2 separate regions of the Lactuca sativa genome follow, and region 2 is linked to region 1. The links are chromatin contacts, called in public Hi-C maps. All regions are on one chromosome and are shown on one strand. Each heading gives the region's core, a stretch centred on a gene start, on an enhancer-like site or on the middle of the called end of the contact. The rest is flanking DNA. Distances are from core to core; before and after follow the strand shown. Region 1 holds the start of LOC111880279 (probable carboxylesterase 2). Region 2 holds the start of LOC111880248 (subtilisin-like protease SBT1.7).

Region 1 (7,159 bases), core at 1,639-4,138:
ACGTAAAATATTTTTACAAATAAACTAAGAATATTTCAATATATAAATACGTAATTTTTTACATACATGTAAAGTATATTTACAATAAATATGTGTTATTTGTATATAAATAGACATTTCAATATATAAATATATATATTTTTTGACATTTGAAAACTATAATCTAGTTTTGTAGAATATTTATTTGGAGAAGATGATATCCCTTTGATTCCTTTGATCAATTTAACATAAACTTCATAAGACTTAAACATAGTGAAGTATATTTATTTGGAGAAGATGATATCCCTTTGATCTTGAAGATGATGATTTATGATTCTTTCTCATTTTAATTGAGCAATTCGATTGATGGATGACACACATAAAATTATGGTGTTTATATAGAGAATAAATTTATATTAGAGGGGAAAATGAACCAAATCATATTCCACTAAAAGGTTTTTCTTATAATTATATGTTTAATTTATCAATTACAGCTTATAAGTAAGTCATAGTCCCTTAAGTTACAAGAAAATATAGATCCATCATACTGCTATTTATATTCAAGTTTAAGGACTTGTTATCTCGGCAAATGTTATAATACATAACATAATTATACTCAAAACATAAAAACATTATAAACTATGGTTTGATAGTTTGATGACCGTAGATTATTTTCTTAAGATATTACATCGAGTAAATTACATAAATGGTCCTAATGTTTTGAGGTAATTTGCACGTTTGGTCCCTATTTTATTATTATTATTTTTTTAACTTGGAAGATCTCTACTATTTCTTTTTGTTACGCGCTCGATGCATGTCATACCTAAAAAACTATTAATTAAATAGGGAAAATGATGGGGAAGGCAAGTTAAGGTGAGGGGTGAGGTTGGGGGTGTGTTTATTTAAATAAATTAAAAAATCAAGAGCAAAATAGTCTTTTTAGGTAAGATATGGACCAATCGAGTAACAAAAATATACAGTATGGACCTTCCGAGTTAAAAAAATAAGTTAGAGACCAAATATATAAATTACCTACACCATACAGACCATTTGTGTAGTTTACTATATTACATTTGAAAACCAAGATCCCAAATCATTTCGCCTCAACCTAAAATGGTACGATTTGTACTATCTCTTAAAACTTTTCGATAGGGATAATGACTTAAAAGGGTAATGTATTTTTGATTTGTACATATTTGGTTACTGAGTTTTTTTTCGTCCACATTTACCCATTTAATTTGTTAAACTGTACACATTCAGTCCTTATGACCGGTTACTTCAGGTTAGCCGGGAATAATAACTTAATGGGGTAATATATTTTTCATTTGTACACATTTAGTCTTTAATATTTTTGTACATATTTAGTCCTTAACATTTTTTTGTTTCAAATATATAAGTCATTTTTTTGTACTCATTCAATACTTATGAATAATTTCTTTAGGTTTTTCTCACGACATCTTACGTCGGACAATCATTGATGAGTTGTTTGGGGTTGTTGATGTTTATGTACAACATGATCCCGACTGCTTGGTTGCGTAGGTCTTGTGGTTTGGCTCAGGTCTTGTATTCTAAACGTCGTAACTTTTTCATACGGTATCAGATTTTAACGATCTTTATATCCACGTGTTCATTTTTTCATTAAGATTACTCCCGTTAAAATGTAATATATTTTTACTTACGATTTTATAAAAAAAACATCCATACATGCATTCATAAAAGACGTATGGACAGGGGCAGAAGCAGGAATACATAGTAGGTGTTGCCGAGATGAATTATATGTTGCTGACAAATGAAAAATAGCTAAACGAAAAAAAATCAAATTTTTTTCCACTACGGATAGAAAAAATAGGTGTTGCCGGTGGAACACCGGAACCAGGTTAAATCTGTCTCTGCATATGGATATAAAAATCGTAAGTAAAAATATATTATTTTTTAATGGGAGTAATCTAAATAAAAGTTTTAGTAGACTAAAATATGAACGTATGGATATGAAGATCATTCGCATGAATATAAAGATAGTTAAAATTTGAGATCGTATGAAGAAGTTATGATGTTCAGAACACATGATCTAAGCAACCAAGTAGTCAAGATCGCGATGGACATCAGCATCAAAAGGCCCAAACACTTCATTAATGAATTTCTCACCTAAGATTTCTTGAGAAAAAACTAAATAAATCATTCATAAGTATTTAATGAGTACAAAAACAAAAAGACTTATCTTGCAAAAAAAAAATATTAAAGACTAAATGTGTACACAGTGGGAAATATATTACTCTATTAAGTTATTTTTACCAGCTAACCTGGAGTAGCCGGTCATAAGGACTGAATGCGTACAGTTTAACAAGTTGAAGGGGTAAATGTTGAGGAAAAAAAAATCTCAGTGACTTAACGTGTACAAATCGAAAAATACATTACCCTTTTAAGTCATTATCACTTTCCGATAATTTGAAGAAAAAAGATCAATATACATATGATCTTCATTGGAACTCATAAATAATTTATTGGTACTATATATTTTTTTTGTTAAGTTTTAAGTCGCAAAATTGTTGTATCATTGCATGGTATCTCATTTTAATATCGGTATGTTATATTAACATATTATTTTACTAAGTCATTACCAAAATATGCAAAGAAATAATACAATTTGGACAAAATTGCAAAAATGATCTATATGGTATGTATTTTTTTCTGAAATTTGGTCCAAACTTTGATTTTTTATTTTTTTATTTTTTATTTTTTATTTTTTTTTTTTTTTGGCTTCGTGACCCTTTTGAGCTAGTTTCGCTACGTTTTTAGTTCCTCAACATATTAAAATGATGGTATTTATTTCACATTTTTCTTTCATTTTTTAAATCTAAAACATATTTATTTATTTTAACAATTAAAAAATAGGAGGGGCGCTCTCTCTCTCTCTATCTCAACAAATTTACACACACACACCTACACTTCTACTTCCCCATTTCCTCATCCGTTGTCTTCTCTCCTTATCGTCGATTGAATCTAGAATATGTGGTAACAAGAAATATTGACAGGAAAGTGAATTCGAAGAAGCATACATCCAACATAGGCGGCGATTTATTCTCTTAATTTATATGCAATCTCTTCTTACCTCATCATCGCTTTAGGAAGGATTTACACACACACACATACTTTTTGAAATCGATTGAGAAGTTGAAGACATATCAGGGGACCAAATTGATTTTGAATATGTCAAGATTCAACCACCATCGATCTCTCAAGATTCAAACCCGGTAAACCCTAATGAAATAATAAATCAATTTTGAATATGAAATCAATTTTAAGGGTGAAATCGAACCATGATTATCTTCTGTTTATCTCAGATGACTCGATTAATACCTCCTCTGTAGTGAGGCATCTGGTTTTTTTTTTGCTCATGAAGCTTAAAGTGAAAGATCCGATATTCGGGAAGAGAAGAATGTCAACGGAGAAGATGCGGGTTTCGCTGGAGGGGTCGTCGGTTGCTAATTGTGGTGGTAGCGACTTAGGTGAAAGGAAAGTAGGTGATGGAAAAAGATTGGTAATTTTAGGGTTGATTTGTTATCGATTCCATCATCAGAATGGAATGGTTTGGAGGTGGGTTGATTTGGGAATCGAGGTTTGTGTTGATTGGGATATTGTTTCCTCAAAATCTGTTAACATAGAAAAATCGATGAAATTGGAGGTGGGTTGATGTGGGAATCCTTGATTTGTTTCTCCATTATCATCTCAATCATCGAGTAAAGCGTAGGCGATGACGAGGGTGAGAAAGAAGAAGAGTGAACGAAAGACTTGGGTAAATTGTGGAAGGAAGAAGATGGACACACAAGAAGGTTAGAAAAAGACGGTAATGAGAGAGAGAGAGAGAGAGAGAGAGAGAGAGAGAGAGATATGTGGGTCTAATTTAGTTATTGTTTTCTTTTTCATTTAAATTAAATAGAAAAACACACAAAAAAAAAAAAATACCATTAAGTCATTTCAGTTTACTGATAGACAAAAAACACAACGAAACTAGCCCAAAATGACCATTAAACCAAAAAAATCGAGATTTTGACTAAACTTCAAAAAAAATTGCATCCCATAGGAACTATTTTTGCAATTTTGTCTACAATTTGAAATTATGAATCACATAACTTAAATTCTTAAATCATTTTATTAAGATAAAAAATATTTTTCATATGAACACCTAATAAATCATTTTAATGTTTTAAACATTTTCACACCACACATTTGGATCAACCTCAGCATGCATGAAGAGACCTTCCATGTATCCAATGGTCCTTGCAGAAGTTCAACATCGGGCATCAGCACACACATCAATTAATTGGCCTCAAGCATCTATAGTAATTATACCTATCGTCTCTTTCTCACTACCATTACCACAAAAATGGCTTCTGGTTCACCCTCGAAGTACATGTCAACCTCCAAAGAGTATCCTCTCCATCTCCATGGTTGGCTGCGAATACACAAAGATGGCCGATGTGAAAGATTCATCGGAAATGATATCATTCCGGCTGGAACTGATCCCATAACTGGCGTCCAATCAAAAGACGTCATTATTTCACACCAATCCAATCTTTTTGTAAGGCTTTACATTCCCAAAACCATCGTCGACGACATCCCTAACCGGAAACTCCCAACTCTGATCTACTATCACGGTGGTGGCTTCTTGACTGAATCCGCCGCTTCTTCCACCTACCACCCCACACTTAACTTGATCACGGCAGAATCCAACGTGATTGCGGTGTCTGTAAACTACAGGTTGGCTCCGGAACATCATATACCAGTTGCATACGAGGATTCATGGGAAGCAATCAAGTGGGTGGCTACCCATGTTAAAGGAAATGGTCCGGAGTCATGGTTAAACTCCCATGCTGATCTTCAGAATGTGTTCTTCGCTGGAGATAGCGCAGGAGCCAACATCGCACATAACATGGCTATCCGGGTCGGGTTGAACCAAGTAAAGGTTATTAACCTAAAGGGTGTTATTATGATCCACCCTTACTTTGGTGGAAAAGAGCATATTGGAGAAGAGTCTAAACATGAACAACACAAAGCTTTCATGAATCAGATGTGGCTGTTGGCTAATCCATTAGGGATCGGGTTAGATGACCCGTTGTATAATCCGGTCATGGACCCGTGTATTTCAGCTTTCGGATGCTCCAAGATTCTTTTGTGTGTTGGTGGGAGGGATAAACTAAGGGGTAGGGCCCTACTCTATAAGGAGTTGATGGAGACGTGTGGGTGGAAAGGCTTTATTGAGTTGATGGAGAGCAAAGGGGAGGGCCATGTCTTCTTTTTGTCTAATACTTCATGTGAAAATGCTCGTATCTTACGTAAAAAGATTTGTAACTTTATCAATTCGATCAGCAGCAAAATCTGAAAGTTGTATATCTATTAATCTATTAACTATTATAAAATATTGACAATGAGAATTACTAGTATTCCTTAGTTTTTTTAAGCCATGCAAAAGGTTAAACATATATCTAATGCATGATATATCTCTTATCCGTATCAAGATACAACCCTTACCTCTTTATATGTTTCCTATCTCTCCTTATCTTGACATTTATTTTACATTTGAATTTGAATATGGATTTAATCCACCCAATTTGTAGTTTAAAACACACCAAACATCAATGTTGAATGAAATTAGTATTGCATTGATGATAAATAATTGATAAGTGATAGGTCAATTGAAGCATGCTCATTGCAACTTTTATTTCAAGTTAATGATGATTTTTTGTGTTATCTGTATAAGCCATTGAGATCGTAGAATCTAAATATCAATAAAACTTAGAATTTTTTCGTGTTTTAGGAGGAAGAGGCCATTGATGATTCAGATAAGAAAATAGTGAAGAAACTAGAAAAAAGAAATGAAGATAGGGAGCAATTGTGTGTTATCTTTATAAACCATTGTCTTTTTTATACTTTATATATTTATTGATTAGTTATGTTGCTTCAACTTAAATGATCTTTAAAGTTAGAGATCGAAGCTGGATTATCAAGTTAAGAGCCACCATGATGTAAGTATTTCTTGTAACAAATTTTCTCTTACATCATGTGATTTTTTACTTTCTTTTAAGTCTTGTGTCTTACTATGGAACCTATTACATCCACAAGAAGAGTTTCTTAAAATGCATCGGTTTTTTAAGCATTGGATTTTGGAAGCAATGAGAAGCACAATTAAAGTTTATTGTCTTTAACTTTCATTTCTTATAAAGATTATTTATAAGAATTTTTGGATACTAGATTAAAGTAGGATGCTAAATAAACAAATCAATTTTTGAATCTATTTTGTTGTTATTTCACTCGATCAACTAGCATATGATATTTTTGCTAAATTTCTTTTTAATACTTCTCAAATTCTTGTTGCCTCCGGTAGATTTTCCAAAAGCAAAGACCATGTCAAGCACTTGTAGATAGCTACATGAAATATCAAAGGTGATAAAGCATGTAAGTTTCTCATGTACATATTATTATTGGCATTTTTTAATGTTTAGTTTAGGAAACTAAACCATTTTGGCCCATTGGGCTCGTTTTTTTAGCCTAACCTTCAAGGGGTATACTATATACTTTCACCCTAACATCTACCCAACCTAACATATAAGCCCATTCCACCAATTAAAGCCCAAAAATTGTTGTTTCAATTATCTTCTTACCTATTATTCCATTATTACATACTACACATGTAATCATACCAAATTGTTTTTAGTCGTATGAGACCAGATACAGACAATCCTTTAATGAACTCGATCAAAATACGGTCCAAAACTGGCCAATTTTAAATCTTTTGGACACATGTGTCTTGATTTTTGTCTTTTAGATCTAATTTCTTGTGGTTTTTAAATTCTTGTAATTTCATTTTTATTTTTATTTTTTATAACAACGTTGCTATTCATATATTTTAATTGTCATCGTACAATGAGTGAGATGACAAACGGGCAACAAGCTGTGCCGCTAAGCCTTTTTGAATGGTAAAACTAATTTTTGTAATTTCATTTGTTTATTTTTTTATAAATTTTAAATTTATCAAAATTAAGAAAAAATCGAGTTGTAATATTATAGTACTTGATATTGTATGAATTATTGGAGTAATAATTATTGTAAAATTGATAGTATGGGTTGGTCCAGTTTCCGACCAATATTAAGCTTGCCTGCCACAGCCACATATAATTTACTA
Region 2 (7,159 bases), core at 3,451-5,950, 450 kb after region 1:
TTCAATTGAAGATGGAGTTCAAAATGAAGAAGATCAACCTCGTCACTACTACCCCAGGGAGTTTGTTCCAATTCCTTCTTTACTGTATTTTTTCTTTATCATGCATAGTATGCAATGGGGACATTGAATAATTTAAGTGTGGGGTAGGGGGTTAGTTACACTAGTTAAATTTTTGTTTTTGCATAAAATTGCTAGGACTTAATTAAGAAAATTTGGTAAAAAGCAATTAGGGAATCATGCTAGTATTGTGTTTGATGATTTTATGAGAACCCAAATGTTTAATTGAGCTTATACACGTCATAATGCATTTGTGGCCTCCTTTATTCTAGTGAAATCATCGGACAAAAATACAACCTCGCTTAGTTTGAGGGATGCAATATGTTTAGCATCGTGTACTTGAAATGTATCTAGGAAAACTATTATCTTTAACTAATAAATGTTGAAGTTGAGCGTCCCGGCTTAAGCATGTAGGGTTTTGAGTGAAAAAAAAGTGAGATACATGTAAAAAGAAAGAAGAGAGAGAATTACAAGAAAAGTTTGAAGAATTTTGGAGTAATCAAAGTAAAAATCAAAATTCTACAGAAGATCAAAGTTGAAGATACCAAAGATCAAAAAGTTGGCGAATCTGAAGAGATCAAGATCAAATTATAAAAAATGGAGAGTTCCAAATAGCTCTATAGTGGTATCAGAAATAGTTGTAATTTTCTAGTTTATGTATGTTTGGGTTGCTCAACCAAAAATACCTTGAGGTTAGGAGGTTTTCTGCGGATGGATTCGGAGGGATGCATGAAATGAGCATTGTTCGAAAGAAGTGGGCGAGTTTTTATGAGGATTGCGAGTATTTAGAATTAGGGGGGTTTCTTAGGAAAAATTTTAGACACAAATGCATGCGTTGCGGTCTTGGCATAATGTCTGCGTTCGATTGGAATTGTCTTATATGATATTAGTATGCTAAGATTCTGTTTTGCTTGGGGGCAAGCAAAGTCAAGTGTGAGGTATTTTGATATGTGCATATTTAGCTATATATTTAGTATAGATTTTCATTATTTATTAGCTAATTATTTACATATTATGGAGAAAAGGTACTTAATAGTGCTCAAATTTTATTTTCAGTCCAAAAGAGAAGCTCGGAAGCAAGAGATACGATCGAAAGCTCGAGAATTGAAGAAAGAAGAAAAATGCTAAATACTGAAGCTACTCGGCGAGTAGGGATGTCTACTTAACAAGTACACACGAAGGTTCACGAAGCAATACATAAAATCCTTGCCAGACACGGATTCTTCAAGGGGACTCGACGAGTTGGTTGTCTACTCGACGAGTAGCCCCTGTTTTGAGAAATCAATAAATAGAAGCAACAAACCCGAATGGAGGCTCTCTCTGGAATCTTGGTGGAGTTACTTGGCAATCAAGGAGATCTCTGGAACCTTGGAAAACGTTGAAGAACCCTAATTATCCATTCTAAGAAGAATAAGGCAACTTAGGTTTAATTTTCCACTTTACCTTTGAATAGAACCATGTTTAGCTTGTTTGAATTCGTTTTAGGTTTTCATCTACTGTAATTATGAGCTAATTTCGTTAGTTTCTGTTTAGGGTAGACAAGTTTGCTCCTATGGATTAATTTACTCTTTTGATTAATTGTTATGTGGTGAATCTTGTTAAATTAAGCTTGTTAAAGACCCTTATGCATTAACCATAACTATTTTCTGTTAATTGTTAAGTAATTAAGCTGCATGAACATCTCTTAATTGCTTATCTCATATAATTTATGTGAACACATTGCTATATGCCTATGAATAGTGAATATGAAACTAGGATTAACTAGAGAATGGGTAAATTAATGTGTGAGCTTGTGTGATACACCATCAACAAGAGGTTAATTGAATCACCAATTTAATTAGCTAATTACAAGTCTTATTTAACCCGAATAATTAAAATAGGGAATTTATTAGTTTAATCACTTGATCACTACTTAAATTAATTTATTTTCTAAGGATTGGTAATAACGAATGTGAATCTAATCACCATAGTCGGTAACCAATAACAATTAATCCATTACATTACCATAAAGTTTAACCATATGAGTAAATGAATCGAACCTAAATAGAAACCTTTTTGATCATTGAATTTAGTTGGTTTTTACGTGTTTTCAGCTGTTAGTTGATTAGTTAAGTTTTAGTTAAGTTTCTAGCATTGCAAAACTAGAGAAAACCCTTCTATTTTACTAATTGTTTTAGGTAATTCTAGTAGTTAGATTAATTTCCATTCCTTGAGTTTGATACCCTACTTGTTAATTCATATTACCAATTGACAGGTTCACTACCTTTTGTGTGTCAAATTCATAAATTAAAAGTAGGATAAAACTAGTTGGTTTCATACACATCAAGTTGACATGGTTGAGTTGACTCAACTGGGTTGACTCAGTTGACTTAGTGGGTTTGAGCAGTTGACTTTGACCAAGTTTGACCTTAAGGGTATTTTGGGAATTCTAATTAAGTTTGGCCATTTGGTTGGGATAGGAGGCAATTAGAGTTGAGATTCGGTGTCAAGATTCCTTCAGCTTTTGTCCAGTTTGCGAGGTGATTTTTCCTCACTGTACTTACAAGTCGAAGGCACCAAGGCCATCCCATCGGATTGATATACTGTTATACATGCTATTGTAATGTAGTGATCTGTTAGATCGGTATCCTTGTATATATGACGATGCTATGCTTGTTGATATGTAGATCTGTTAGACTGGCTTTAGACTGTTATATGAGTATATGTTATATGTGCACATGTTTGGTCGGTGGCTGAGGCTTCACTGCTTTGTGTGTAAGCCCACAGGCCAGGGCATACCAACCTGATTGTTGAATGGGTCCAAGGGTATTGCATCCTAAGGATGATTGGACCCATAATGTATTGGCATTCCAACCCGATTGTTGAGGGGCCTGGGTATTCTAACCCGATGGTTGATTGGACCCATGGTATGTTAGCATTCCAACCCGATGGTTAAGGGGCTTGGGATATTCGAACCCGATGGTTGATTGGGCTATAGTATGCTGTTATTGTATATGTGTTATTTGATTATGTGTTGGTACTTTGGGGGAACTCACTAAGCTTTGGGGCTTACAGTTTTGGGTTATGTTTCAGGTACTTTAGACGATCACGGGAAGGCGAAGGTGTGACCGTACACATCCTCGTGTTTTGACTTATGAGTTTGGGAACTCTGATATTGAACATGTTTTGAAAACTATGTTGTAAATAATTTATGAATTTGGGTTGGTTTTAAAAGTTTAAAACTTTAATGATTTTTATGGATGTTGCACATACACCATGCTGCAGGGCCAAAGTACATTGCCTTCTACTTACGACTAGAATGTAACTCATTCTCTGTCACCCTTATCGTGTTGCGGTAACTTTTTGACAACAACTCCTAGGCTAATTCCATTCCAGCTTTGGGATAATTTTTATCCTAACTTCTAACACGCATAAGTTCTTTGTTTCTTATCTGGTTTCTATGATCTTTATATCCACAAGAAGGTGGGAACGTACTCCACAATTATTTAAAGTCATTTTTCACTGACTTAATATGCGTCTTAATCTATTAAGTCACAGACTTGGCCAAAAAAGCATAAAATTCTCATTTTACCCTTTTGACGAAAAATACATCTTCTCATGCATTCATTCTCTTGAACTAGCTCATCTAACCTCCTCTTAGTGGCTTAAACTTATCTTGGCCATTTCCATGAAGTCACAACTTCATATTCTCATCATTTTCTCATAATTGACCATTTCACCATTTTGGTCAATATTTGACTAAAAGTCAAAATTTTTGAAACTTCAGGTTCTTACACTATACAATTAGGGTTCCTATCTTAAGTTGCGTCATGTCCAAAAAAATGTTGCGACATGATAGAAAGGTTTCTGGGATTTTGAGAGTGGGTAGCAGGCAACCAAATTCTAGGATTGGAGTCATCCAAATTTCGTTCTAAGGCTACTCTATTTATAGGTAAAGGTTTTGGACCCTTATGGGATAATTACTTGCTCACTAAGTAATTATCCATAAGTTTGGTATAATTAATGTTTATTATATTTGTCCTTATGTCACATATTAGAAATCCCTTGGTTAAAAAGATAGCATAAGTACTTCTTGATTTAAATAAAGAATTTTTGATAAGTAGTTAGTTATTTCTTTATTGAACATGATATTCATTAAACATACATCTATGCACAATTAGCCAACACACTAAACAAAATACATTATTAGCTTATTACGTTTTGGTACCAAATAAATAAGAAATTTCCGATAAAGTCATAATATTTTAGATCAATTTACGATTTAATTCCGATATTTATTTTTTGAAAAAAAAGTTCCAACAATCTAATTTTATACGACAATCTATTATTTTATGTTGGAAAAAATAAAAATTGGTTCGTTAATTTGATCAAAATATAAAACAATAAGAATTTTCCTATAAAAAATTAAAAGTTTAGACTAAACTATAAACTTACCAAAATATTAATACTTTATCCGAAATTTCTCTTATAAATTATAATTTTAACGCCGTATAAGAGAGAGAGAGTAAACAAAGTTTAATAAATAGTTGTACAACAAATGAAACATTCTGAACACATCCATAACTTTGACATATTATAAGGACCAAACTTGTAACTTCATGTTAAGTTTAATTAGAGTTTAACAGGTAAGAGTAAGGTGTGTATGTGTTTACCCACGAGAAGAAGATATACATATATATCACACACAACACAAACACAGACACAGACACACACAGACACTCACTCACTAAAGCTGTCATCTCTTTTGTTTTAACGCAATCATACACAGAACCAGACACCACTCCACCGTCCCCACTACCTTCTCTCTTTCTGCAACTCCCACTTTTTTTACTCGACTTTCACACAGCTGTTCAAACCCTCACTGTTTATATAATAATGCTGCAACTCTGATCCTTCTTCTCTATTCTTACTCTATATTTCACGCCCATGGGGTTGATTACAATGACGAACTTTGTTGGTGTTGTTGTTCTGTTTCTGGGTTTTTGCCATGTTTCAATGGCGGAGGAGAAGAAGACTTACATTGTTCACATGGCGAAGCACGACATGCCGACGAGTTTCGGAGAGGATCACAGGCAGTGGTTCGATGCGTCGCTTAAATCGGTGTCGGAATCGGCGGAGATGATCTACACTTATGAGAAAGTCATCCATGGATTCTCCACCAGGCTCAGTGTTCAAGAAGCTGAATCTCTTGAAAACCTACCCGGGATTCTCTCTGTTTTGCCGGAGTTGAAATACGAGCTTCATACAACACGGACGCCCGAGTTTCTAGGCCTCGATCAAAACACTAATTTGTTCCCACAGTCCGCCGGAGATAGTGACGTTGTTATTGGTGTTTTTGATACCGGTGTTTGGCCGGAGAGCAAGAGCTTTGACGACACCGGAATGGGTCCAGTCCCTAGCGCGTGGAACGGCGCGTGTGAAACTGGTACGAACTTCACTCTTTCTAACTGTAACCGGAAACTGATCGGAGCGAGGTTTTTCGCGAAAGGATACGAGGCGACTTTGGGCCCAATCGATGAATCGAAAGAGAACAGATCTCCTAGAGACGATGATGGCCATGGAACCCACACTTCAACCACCACCGGTGGATCGGTTGTTACCGGAGCGAATTTACTCGGATACGCCTCTGGGTCAGCCCGTGGGATGGCGCCGCGAGCTAGGGTGGCGGTTTACAAAGTTTGCTGGGTCGGTGGCTGTTTCAGCTCCGATATATTAGCAGCTATGGAGAAGGCAATCACCGACAACGTTAATGTCATGTCTATGTCACTCGGCGGTGGTACGGCTGACTATTACCGTGACAGCGTGGCGATTGGAGCCTTCGCCGCCATGGAAAAGGGTATCTTGATATCTTGCTCCGCCGGTAATGCCGGACCCACTCCCTACAGTTTATCAAACGTGTCGCCGTGGATAACAACCGTCGGTGCTGGGACGTTAGACCGTGATTTCCCGGCGTATGTTAGTCTAGGAAACGGGAAAAACTTCTCCGGCGTATCGTTGTACAAAGGTCCATCACTACCGAATAAGATGCTGCCGATTGTCTACGCCGGAAACGCTAGTAATTCGACGAGTGGTGCTCTGTGTATGCCGGGGACGTTGATACCGGAGATGGTGAAGGGTAAACTCGTACTTTGCGATAGAGGGGTTAATGCTAGAGTTCAAAAGGGCTCAGTTGTGAAAGAAGCTGGTGGCGCCGGTATGGTTTTGACAAACACCGCCGCTAATGGTGAAGAACTGGTGGCCGACGCCCATTTATTGCCAGCCACCACCGTGGGTCAAAAAGCCGGTGACGAGATACGGAAGTATGTGATTTCTGATTCATCCCCAACGGCGACAATCCTATTTGAAGGGACAAAACTTGGGATCGAACCGTCGCCGGTGGTGGCGTCATTCAGTTCCCGGGGACCCAACACCATCACGCCGGAGATTCTAAAACCAGACATTTTGGCGCCAGGTGTCAACATCTTAGCAGGGTGGTCAGGAGCAGTTGGACCCACCGGATTGCCGGACGACTCTCGGCGCGTGGAGTTCAACATCATATCCGGCACGTCGATGTCTTGCCCCCATGTAAGCGGACTTGCGGCGTTGCTGAAGGCGGCGCATCCAAATTGGAGTCCGGCAGCTATTAAGTCCGCCCTAATGACTACCGCGTACACAGCCTACAAAAACGGGAAAATAATCGAAGACCTCGCCACCGGCAACCCTTCAACTCCGTTTGACCATGGCGCAGGTCATGTTGACCCTGTATCCGCCCTCAACCCAGGGCTGGTTTACGACATCTCCGCCGATGACTATTTTGATTTTCTCTGTGCATTGAATTACACGGCGGCGCAGATTCAAGTGGTAACGAAGAGAACCACTGGTTGCGACTCTACAAAAAAATACAGCGTCGGTGATCTTAACTACCCTTCATTCGCGGTGGTTGTTCCATCGGGTTCAAGTAGCAAAAGTGGCGGCGCCACCGTGGTTAAGCAAACAAGAACTTTAACTAACGTTGGCGGTGAATCATCAACCTACAAAGTCTCCACGTTTTCCGATAACAAATCGGTGCAAATATCGGTGGTTCCTCAAACGTTAAGTTTTTCTCAAGTGAATGAGAAGAAAT

Evidence for each region. Hi-C and Micro-C count contacts between places; a contact is called where the count stands out from the background.
Region 2: a Hi-C map of bud shows a contact between it and region 1, with 10 times the contacts expected there. The contact joins the promoter of LOC111880248 here to the promoter of LOC111880279 in region 1. A contact is called at or near these places in 2 of 4 Hi-C or Micro-C datasets (bud and leaf).

What each region holds. Positions count from the first base shown.
Region 1 is chr3:137,735,827-137,742,985 of Lsat_Salinas_v11, forward strand. LOC111880279 (probable carboxylesterase 2) reads left to right here and starts at 2,889. Exons shown (of 2, transcript XM_023876695.3): 1 at 2,889-3,230; 2 at 3,321-5,427. The coding sequence starts at 4,364. The coding sequence ends at 5,359.
Region 2 is chr3:138,185,205-138,192,363 of Lsat_Salinas_v11, forward strand. LOC111880248 (subtilisin-like protease SBT1.7) reads left to right here and starts at 4,701. Exons shown (of 1, transcript XM_023876657.3): 1 at 4,701-7,159. The coding sequence starts at 4,984.